Linked DNA regions of Rattus norvegicus: region 1 is linked to region 2. A link is a contact called in public HiChIP or PLAC-seq data. All regions are on one chromosome and are shown on one strand. Each heading gives the region's core, a stretch centred on a gene start, on an enhancer-like site or on the middle of the called end of the contact. The rest is flanking DNA. Distances are from core to core; before and after follow the strand shown.

Region 1 (5,740 bases), core at 1,778-4,277, 150 kb before region 2:
ATCCTGCACTTGACTCTGATGCTACAATACTGATCTGCTAGGCAATATATGTTATAGGATACATAGATGCTTTATTATTGGAACTAAGGTCTTTACCATACAAAGGAATAACAGTTAGTGTTGTAAACTAAATCAAAAGTCCAAGACTGGGGAGGTGTGTGAGTCAGGGTTCTCTAGAGTCACAGAACTTAGGGGTAGTCTCTGTATAGTGAGGGAATTTGCTGATGACTTACAGCCTGTAGTCCAACTCCCCAGCAACGATCAGCAGCAGCTGTGAATGGAAGTGCAAGGGTCTATCGGTGGCTCCGTCCCACGAGGCAAGCAGAGCATAAGCCATTGTTTTAATGTTAGTGTTACCAGTGCTGAGGTGAGACACCATGGCCAAAGCAACTCAGGGAGGGAGGGTTTATTTGGCTGACAGTTCCCGATCACTGTTCATCACTGAAAGAAGTAGAGACAGGACTAACAGGGCAAGAACCTTGAGGCAGGCAGGAGCTCCTGGTCATGGCAAAGTACGGTTCACTGACTTGTCCTTCATGGCTTGTTCAGTCTCCTTCCTTTAGAACCTGGGACCACCAGCCCAGAGGTGGCCCCACCCACAATGTGCTGGGCCCTTCCCATCAATCATTATGAAAATGTCCTATACCTTGTCTACAGCTCAATCTTATGTAGGCACGTTCTCAATTGAGCTCTTGTGTCAAGTTCACACGCACATACACACACACACACACGTAGCCAGCATGGTTATCTAACATAATTAAACTTATTGAATTCATCCAATAAGAAGGTAAGAGCTGGGGAAATGGCTCAAAGGTTAAGAGGGAAGGCGACTCCTCCAGAGAAGCTTGAATCTGACTACCACCACCCACATACTGGGTCACAACCCTCTGTGACTTCAGTTCCAAGGGATCTGATGCCCTTCTGTGTCCTCTGCAGGGACCAGGTACGCAAGTGCACACAGACATGCACGCATATAAAACACACATGCACATAATATGAATATTTTTAAATGGGGAGGACAAAAAAGATGAGGAAGAGAAGTAGGGGTCACCAAGGCATGGGATATATATATATATATATATATATATATATATATATATATATATATAATATTGCCATATAGTGCTTTAAAAGATCCACTGTAGAGTGTGACAAAAAATAATCTAGAGATTTAGTATATCATTATTATAATCAAAACTGCATTTTACACTGAAAACATTTGGGAGGAAGAGGGGAGAGGTGGCTCAGAGGCTCAGTGCTTGTCTAACATGCAGTATCTGGGCTCAATCCCTAACTCCAAAAGAAGAAAGAAAGGAAAGAAATCAAAGAAGATATGCCTTTTAAAACTCAATTTTAAAATCTTAAACACACAAAGAACGGGAGAACTAAAAATAAAATCTATTCAACATCAAATCTGTCTATCATCTATCTATCTATCATCTATCTATCTATCTATCTATCTATCTATCTATCTATCAATCAGATAATTACAATTCTAGTCATCACTTGGCCAAGTTTTATTACTGGTAGCATCTTGGGGAAAGGCTGCGGCCCGCTGAGGTGTAAAGGACACCAGAGGTAGAACCCTGAACCACTCCCCTTCAGATAATGGGAAAGGGTTCTCCAGGTTTGTGTTCCCAGTACTGCCCCCCTCCCCCAACCACCGCAGGCTTTAGGCGGCCTAGATTCACCTCCTTGACAGCAGGAAAGGAGCCTGGATGGGTGTCTGGTTCTGACCTTGAAACAAGTTGGGAGAAAAACCTCTTTGCTTCCCTTTGCTTTCTTCCTGCTTGAAAGTCAAGGAGCTCTTTGGTTTAGAAGCGTATAAAGTTGGTTACATTTTCAGCTACAAATGGCTGGCTGTTTTGGGAAGTGCAGACGGCTGGACTGCGAGGACCGAGGAGTGTGGAAAGTCTGATGGGGAAGGTGAGGGCCTGGCAAAAAGAAAGCATTTTGGTGGGTCTAATGATTTTGGGAAAAAATTCTCTGCAAGGCTGGAACATTTCGCCACACGTAAGTGGCTATTTCCTTAGCCTCTTCTGCATTCACTGAGAGCTCCATGTAGCTGACCAGAGACTGAAAGAGCTGCGAAAACAGTCCCAGTGTGGGTTTGTCAAGAGAGATATTCAATTTAGGTTTTCCAAATGTGTTGCATGTAACAAAAGCCTGTATTTCTTTCTTTCTTTTTCTTTTCTTTTTTTTGTTTCAAAAGAGATCTGCCTCATTCTGGTTCATTTAATTCTTGGAAACATAGTTTTATATGTCCAGAGAGCCCTTTGAGCCTTTGAGAGAGTATTGCAAAGGCTTTCACCCCCTACCTCGCCCCCCTTCTCTGGAGGCAGGAAGTAAACTCTGCCAAATGCAAATGAACTCAGACTCTGACAGGCAAAGTGTCAAAGCAGAGAGCGCTACAGCATTTCCAGAACGCATGCTGCCTTACACAACTGACGTGTGGGGGTCTGAAAAACTACAGGAAGTCACGCCGACCTATTTAAGGTTTGCCATTTCAGAAACACAAATGTGCCTAGAAGTGCCTTGGATTTATGTTAGGAAGTCAGAAGACCTTTCCTTCCTTTTTAGGGCTCCAGAATCCTAGGGGACTTTAATCAAAGTCTTCTGCCTCTGGAGTTGTCTGTGTGGTTCCGGAACTACACAGTCTCCGACTTAGAGTTACAAATCCTAACTGGTCTGACATAATACTGACCGACTGAAAGACAGCATGGGCCACGGCTGCCCTTCCAAGGGTTAACAGAGCTGGTTCCAAGGGAGTGAGGCAACCACAGAAACAGGATAATAAATGTGACACTCTCAGACTATCACTAGCAAATATTTGAGCTTATCAAATAACGGAGGAAGTAGTTTAGTTACAAATAAACCAATCTCTCATAAAACAAGTTTTCACACAGGGTCATTTCATTGAGCTGGAGACAGCTAGAGGCCACTCTAGGCAGAACTCCTACTCTGTGTACACTTCGTAACAGCCTCTCATGATTAATGGACAGCAAGGCGGGGAGGCTGGGCCCTGTAGCTCGCTGGAGCTGGGCTTCCTATCAGCCAAACAGCCATAAACAGCAGGTCAGGATTACTGCACGGGAATGCCTGTCCCCTGGGAACATAGCTGGGTTTGTGCTCACTTCCCCTGCCGCCCGCCCGCCTTCCTTCTCTCTCACAGCTCTCTCTCTCTCTCTCTCTCTCTCTCTCTCTCTCTTCCTCTTTTTTCTCCCTGTATCTCAGAGAGCATCGTGTCCTAGAAACTATAGTAGATGTCACTGCTTGGCACTTTCTGTGCAAAGAGGACAAGTATGTGGGCGCAGGGGGGTGGAGGGAAGCTACTCTTAAAGCCACAGAGACTGTTGGCTAAGGGCTGGACGGAGGCTGTTTTTCTGGAACTTTAGAAATCAGCACGGTGAAAGCATCTAATTTGGATTTCGGAAAAAACAGGGGCACTGTTGGAGGGTAAGGGGGGCGCGGGGAGCCTCTTGTTTCAAAGGGAAGTTCTCATTGAGATTAAGAAGAAATAAAAATATTCTGGCATAATTACAGCAATTCAACAAGTAAAAAAAAAGCCTGGGAAACCGCTAGAGTTTTGGGTTGTGGATGTTCATTTCTGGTGAAATAGAAATGTGTCCATTTCTGAATTTTAATTTGTAGAAAACTTGTTTCATTCCCCATAAAGGATAATAAAAAAATGTGAATTAGATGACACATAGGAATAGGAGTATGAAAATAGAAACATTCAGCCACAGCACCACCATTCAGAGCAGGCATTTAGCATGTTTTCTACCCATCTTTTCCAAAATCTGTTAAAAATAGAATGTTGAGACCTTCACCATATGGAGAATTTTGTATATTTTCGGTCAGATTCTAGCATAGTCATGGCCCCACGGTGTTAGCCAACTTTTTTTGCATATATAGTTTTAGAGTTGAAAAATACTAATTTTTGCAACTTAAATCTCCCTCGGGAAGCTTTAGAACCCCTGTTTCTTTCTGCTATACAGCAGCGCTGGCTGGCTTTACTTTTCAGGTGTGTTCATTTACCCCAAGTCTATGTGATGCGTTTTAATAAAACTTGGAGCGAAAAGGGCAGCGCTATAACCCTCATAGCTATCTCATTAGTTTTTATATTTTAAACAAACGCTCTGCTGATTGCATTTTCCATGGAGCTGGGTGAGATTCAGAGCCTTCTCTTGGCTTTAGGATGTACTTAACTCTGGTAATGCTCTTCCCAAATGCACAAGCCCTGCCCGACACAGTCACATTCCTTTAAGCATGCAGGAATGACCCTTGCATTCGCCCGTTCCCCTGCCTGCTACCTGCGATACCAGCATTTAGATGCACTTTGTTTATATTGGGCATCTGGACCAACTTTTCATAACCATCATCTTTTCTGAGCCCTGGCCTGGATCTACTTTCAATCATTGCGCTCCAGAGTCTGTATTCATTATACACAGTGATTCTCTGTACCATACCAACGATGTCTCTGCTGTTCTCTTACCTAACCCAGACAAAAGTTATGTTGGGAATGTACAAGAAACGTAAGTCTTTCATACCTTTGGGGTCCTGCGCGATAACTAAGGGTTAAAGCATTGCTGTAGCTGGTGTGTGGGGGCGGAGCTAAGCTGCCCTGTGGCTGGAGCCTGAGGTGCAGCCTGTTTTCAGCATGAGTTCCTTCAGCACTGACTTCCCCTGTCTGGCTGTGTACCTGTGGGCTAAACTTCTCCCCTTTCTCTTAGGTCTTCCCCATTCTGGTTGCCCAACATGTTAACTGTACTTAACAATAACCTGCGTATTACAAAAAGAGCCCAAAGAGAGAATTTTAAATGTTCTTGCCACAAAGGAATGATAAGCTTGTGAGGTGGATGGATATTCAAATTAGCCCAAAATGTATACACAAAATGTCACCCTATGTCCTATATGTATATGCAATTACTTCTCAATGAAGAGCAAAATCAAAATTAAAAGAGCTTCCTTTTATTTTGATCATTAAAAGACTTGTGTTAAAGGGAAGAAATGAGTTCCTTTTTAAGAGTCACATCCAGATAGACCTAAATTATTTTCTTGTCTCTATGGAGATATAATTTAGAATGCTTTGGGTGTTCAAAAGCTGGGACTCTTGTGTGGGATCTAAACTGCATATTACTGGGCTTCCAAACATCACTGGGATCTTTTTGAAAAGGTAGATCTCAACCATGGAGAGGGTGGATATTTATTACAAATTAACGCATTTTAGCTTTGATGTCTTAGAGGTTTTCTTCAGGTGAATGAAAACTCTTTAACAAGTCTGAGAGAAAAACCACTATTTCAACTATAGACATGAGAAAATATTAGCATTCAATTGATCTTGTCTTACTTGTTACCTTCAAAGCATTTTCAGATGTGCAGCAACACAGACTTACCCTGAGTAGGTATTGGGTGACGATGTAAGTACTAAACACTTGCAGAGTATCCCAAGCACACTGGCCCTCATGGATATTTGAAGTGTCTCACCTGTAGCTCAGGGATACACGTGGCCCAGGATAGGCTATGAATGCAGTCCAAAACAAAATTGCAAACTGACTTAAAACATGGTGGTTGTTTATGTGTATGATTTTTTTTACAAGTCTCTGTGCGTGTTCTTGTATATGGACATGCATGTACATCTGCGGATACTCTTCCTACATGTGTTTGCACATCTGTGCAGAGACCAAAGATTGTCCTTGGGTGTCTTCCCCAATCAATCTGCATCTTATACTCTGAGGCA
Region 2 (5,116 bases), core at 620-3,119:
CAGTGTGGAAGTATAAGCTGAATAAATCCTTTCCTCTCTGACTTGCTTCTTGGTCATGATGTTTTGTGCAGGAATAGAAACCCTGACTAAGACACCAAGGTTTATATCACTTGCTTATGATTGGTGTGTTGGGTAAGAACAATGTCTGCACAGGAACTGAGACAGCAGAGCTCCTGCCGTGGCCAGCCAATTTTGTAAAAGAATTTTGCGTTTGTGTGTGTGTGTGTGTGTGTGTGTGTGTGTGTGTGTGTGTGTGTAGTCTTCCAAAGGTTAAATTCTTTGACATTAAAATAAATATTCCAGCTAGTCTTGAATATCTATTCCAGAAGACCAGCAAATAAATCCCCTGCTAGATGTGTGTGTAAACATATATATATATATATATATATATATATATATATATATATATATATGAGAGAGAGAGCGTTCTTAGGAATGTTATTAAATATATGCTTATCAGCTAGGTTTTATAAACATTCATAAGTTAGGAAAACAACCCTTTTTAAAATTAAAAATAGGTATAGCTTGTGAATATTCTTATTATTTTAACTAAATGCTGCAAAGTTCCTCAAATCATTAAACACAGAGTTACTGTAAGATCTAACAATTCTGCCCACAGGAAATGGAAATATTCATCTTCATACCCCCCCAAAAAGCTGCATGAATTATCATTACTGCAACATCATGCTATTCAGAATGCAGAAACAAATTTCCGTCAATTGACAAATAGATTAAATGTGGCATCACCACACAATAGGATGGCATCTGGCCATGAAATACGTGGTCTGATTAAATCTTGAAAACATTATGCTGAATAAAAGAAGATAATTTTATAGTCTGAAGCAATGCCTCCATGGCTACAGCATTTGTTAGTCTTTCAGAGGATCCAAGTTGGGTTCCCTGTACTTACACGGGCTGATTCACCAAAGTCTGTAACTCCAGTTCCAAAGCTTCCAGTACCCTCTTCTGGTCTCTGTGGGCACTGCACACATGTGGTGTATAGACACACACACACACACACACACACACACACACACACACACACACACACACACATTTTTAAAGGCAATTAAAGAGCACCTCTATTCAAATATAAATCCAGAAATAAGAAAGTGCTTCGATTGGAGTTGTCTTAATCTGTGCTGTGCTTAATCACCACCACTTGCAGAAAAACAAAATGTCTATCACAGTTCCGTGGTTTGTAAAACCTAGATCGAGGCATCAGAAGCTTCATTATCTACAAGGGTCTGGTCTGCTCCCAGGATGCTGTCCTGGGTTACAGAGCGACTGGATAAGAGAAACTCTACAGCCTGGCTCGCATGACGGAAGACGAAGGGAAGGAAGAGAAACTGCGTTGTCAAGCTTTTTGTAAGAACGCCAAATCGCAGGGATAAGTCCACGTGGCGCCTCCTACGGACCACAGCCTGTATCGCAATCCTGTTACTGCACAGAACGGCCGAGCCTCCAAACTCAGCTCCGGGCGATCACTAAAGGGCAGAACTTCCTTTTAGGATAACAAAACTTCAAAAACAACCGTGGTCACTGCGGCGCCCACAACAGGGACGGTGTCGAAGCCAATGTGTGCTGTGCATTTTAACTGCATAATCATGTAGTTTGAGAATTACGTCTTCATTTTTTTTTTTTAAGTCATCCACCTTACAAAAGAAAAAGAGGCCCTGCACTGGTTACATAATGCTGCCTCTCGCGCTTATTTAAAGAATCTCTGGTTTGAGGGATAATTAGCGGTTTTGTAATAAGACAAGGGGCAGTTTCACCAAGAAGGAAATAATCACAGTGGTCTCATTAACCTCCTGTATAATCAAGCACCATTGAACATTCAGCAGCTCCTGGCAGCGGCAGCTCCTGCCAGCGCATCCTAGTCTTTATGAGGAACCAGTTACCCTGATTTCAGAATTGTCAGAGTGAGAAAGGCACAGCTGCTTTCAATGGACAGAAAATTAGATTGAAGAGAGACAGGGCCAAGAAATATTCGTATTGTTCCGAATAGCTTCTTCCTTTCCGGGTTCCGTTAGTCCTTGGGCGTCGGGAGATGAAATTTGTTAAGCAGTTGTTCCTCCTTACTTACGCACGGCTACATTTGCTCGTGCAAGGAGAAAAATCACAAGCGAAACTGAATGTTGACTGTGCACTCGGCTCGTAAAATAGAGCAAGACGGTTCTAGGAAGAAAAAAAAAATTTAAAAACAGACACAACTCCTTGTCGCTAAGAGAACATGACAAATGCTTCTTTCAGTCCAGTATTTTTAAAACCCTGTCTTCTAGATTTACATATATTTCAGGCAATGAGCTAAGTGCTATACATGGATCCTCTAATTTAATTTTGTATCGAGGGGCCGGTAACGCGGTGCAGTATGTAAGGGCTCTTGCCATCAAGCCCGCAGATCCGAGTTCAATCTCTAAAGCCCACACGGTAGGCAGAACCGATTCCCACGTGGCCTCTGACCTCCAGCACATGCGCTGTGGAGTGCATCAGCGGCCGTCTCTGTATCCTTTTCTCTGTCTCTTTGTTTCCTTCACATGTGTACACATGTTACCCGAAATAAACGAGTAATGTAAAGAAGATAAATGAAATATGTCACATCAATATTAAATCAAGAGTGTTAACACAGACTCCGAGACATGCATACATTATTTGACAGAATAATATATGAAATACACATGGATTCAAACAGAGAGCAACTGGGAAGCTAACCTAAGACCAATAGGACAATATAAAGATATAAAGATATAGATATAGATATAGATATAGATATAGATATAGATATAGATATAGATATAGATATAGATATAGATATAGGTAAAAATGGATACAGAAAACCAGAGATACAGAAATACAGAGATACAGAGATATAATATATAGATATATGTAGTTTTAGAAAAGCTTTGAATCATGAAGGTTTAGCTTTAAGGATAGAATGAAGTCCTGGTGACACGACCCTTTGAAAACAAAATATAGAGTTTGGAATTAAGAACTCCTTTACACAAAGTCAAGATCCGGGGAGTTGGTCCAACAACAAAACTGTAAAAAAGAAAAACCCAGTGAAAGGCAAAAACATCTACAAAGTTACAGTTCCTGTTTTTCTGTTGTTGTTTTCTGCAAAACACTGAGCGGGAAGAAAAGCCAGCCAGAATCTGCAACCGAGGTCAGCTTTCAAATAGGCCTAAGGTTCAGATACAAGTGCCTTTTACATGGTCTGAGCAGCCCTACACGAAGAAATGAAGATCCAAATTTAAGAGTGCCTGTCGGGGAAGAAGGTGTTCTCCACGTAGGCCTCTGTGCATCTCAGGTATAGATCCTGAAAAGAATCGGATCCCTCCTCAGTAACAAACACAAGCCCATCCAAGTCATTCTGAGAGAAGGGGGACACTGCTTTTAGGACATTAGATATTTAAATTACCTTTCAGAGAAGGAACAGGGTGAAAGAAAGACAAGTCAACACAGTTACTGTTTGCTGTAGTGAGAGGCGAGAGACTGGCTCACAGCCAAGTAGATTAACTTGTAAAATTGATCTGATAGATCTATAGAAAACTCTGGACCTTAAAAAAAAAAAATAGAACACATAGATTGTTTCTGAAAATCGCACGGGTATAAAGACATAAAAGAAATGCCAATTCCTTGGAAAATGTGTGCCATAAAAACTTTTCTCATCTGGGTGTGGTGGTGCCTTTTCTTAGTTCTACACTCAGGAGGCAGATCTGTGTGGGCTAGCCTGGTCTCTATAGCAAATTTCAGGCTAGCCAGGGCTATGTAGTAAGACCTTATCTTAAGCGCGCGCACACACACACACACACACACACACACACACACACACACACACACACCAAAACAAAAACAAAAACAAAAACATAAAACACAAACCAAATCCTGTTCTCTAATAATACCTTAGTTCAAGAAAAATAAAATTTTTGAAACAGTTTTGTGAAGTTCTGAAACTGATACACATCAAATAGTCTAGTTATTATAAATACTAAAATATAGCTTTTTTGCTATGTTGTGTGTATGTGTATGCATGTATGCATTTGTTCATGAAAAAGAGAAAAGGCAGAGAGAGACAGAGGCAGAGAAAGAGAGAGAGATAGAGACAGAGAGTATGTGTGTTTGTTTGGGACAGGGTCTTAGTCCCACAGACTGGTCTCAGACTTGCTTTGTAGTCATAGCTGGTCATGAAATCCTGGTCTCCCTGTCTCCACCTTCTGAGCACTGGATTATAGCATGAGTCGCCAAGCCAGGGGTCTGCTCTTATGTGTGTTTCTCAGGGGTTCTGTGGTGGTATCTCTAAGTTCTACACAAGCAAATAGGAGTTTCTAGGATAAAAGTCATCCTCCAGCTCAATGTTAAAGACAATACTAAATTTCCCAAAGTGGTTTATACCCACAGGCAATTCTAAATGTAGTATTACTTATAGCTATTATTCCTCAAATAATTGCAAAGTACGGCAAGACATATAAAGAGTGTAGTGGGTTCTCTTCTCTTCCCTGCTCTTCCTCTCTTCCCTGTCCCTTCTCTCTACCCCCACCCCTTCCCTCCACGTGCTCATGGCCGGCCTTTCCTCTCCTCTACTCTTCTTCTCTCATCAAAGCTCTCCATGTGGAAAAAAAAATAAAGAGTGTAGTGAAGAAAAAGAATAGAATCAGGCTGTTCTCAAATGGAATATTTATAGAAGGCTTACCTAGGAGAATGCATTCATGCTGGACCTTGGTATATGAGATTACTCCAAACCACTAGGGAGAGAGGGAAAAACCATAATCAAAGATTTCCTTCAAGAAGTAAGAGCAGGTCCTGTAACTAGCATGCCTTCAACAAATAGAAGGAATCTAACATCAAGTTTGCAATGCCACAGGTGACCAGACTCAGTGCTCTGTTGGAGAAAGGAGAAGGATGATTTATTCCTTGATCCATGAATGGCTTAGACCAAGGCAGCAGTGCCCAGAGGTAGTCTTGATCTTCACCAGAGTTCTGAAGCTTATGAGTAATTTAGCAACATTATTTCCTCTATTCTTCAAAAGTCGTAGGTATAGGTTAAATTATATTCTTTAGATGTGTGCAACCATTTAGTCATTCATAATATTTAAGATACCTGGAAAGTGTAAATCTG

The links. HiChIP or PLAC-seq counts read pairs in DNA pulled down with a chosen protein or histone mark.
Region 1: an H3K27ac HiChIP or PLAC-seq map of oligodendrocytes shows a contact between it and region 2, with 11 times the contacts expected there. The contact joins two enhancer-like sites. A contact is called at or near these places in 1 of 12 Hi-C or Micro-C datasets (frontal cortex) and 1 of 1 datasets of contacts at active chromatin or transcription factors (oligodendrocytes).

Annotation. Positions count from the first base shown.
Region 1 is chr15:88,937,633-88,943,372 of GRCr8, reverse strand. No RefSeq gene overlaps it. Among named protein-coding and RNA genes, the nearest start is that of Spry2, 170 kb to the left of the region's middle. Within about 2 kb of position 3,027, at least 83 of the 93 cell types and tissues checked have an H3K27ac peak or open chromatin away from gene starts, as enhancers often do.
Region 2 is chr15:88,790,009-88,795,124 of GRCr8, reverse strand. No RefSeq gene overlaps it. Among named protein-coding and RNA genes, the nearest start is that of Trnap-agg90, 300 kb to the right of the region's middle. Within about 2 kb of position 1,869, at least 43 of the 93 cell types and tissues checked have an H3K27ac peak or open chromatin away from gene starts, as enhancers often do.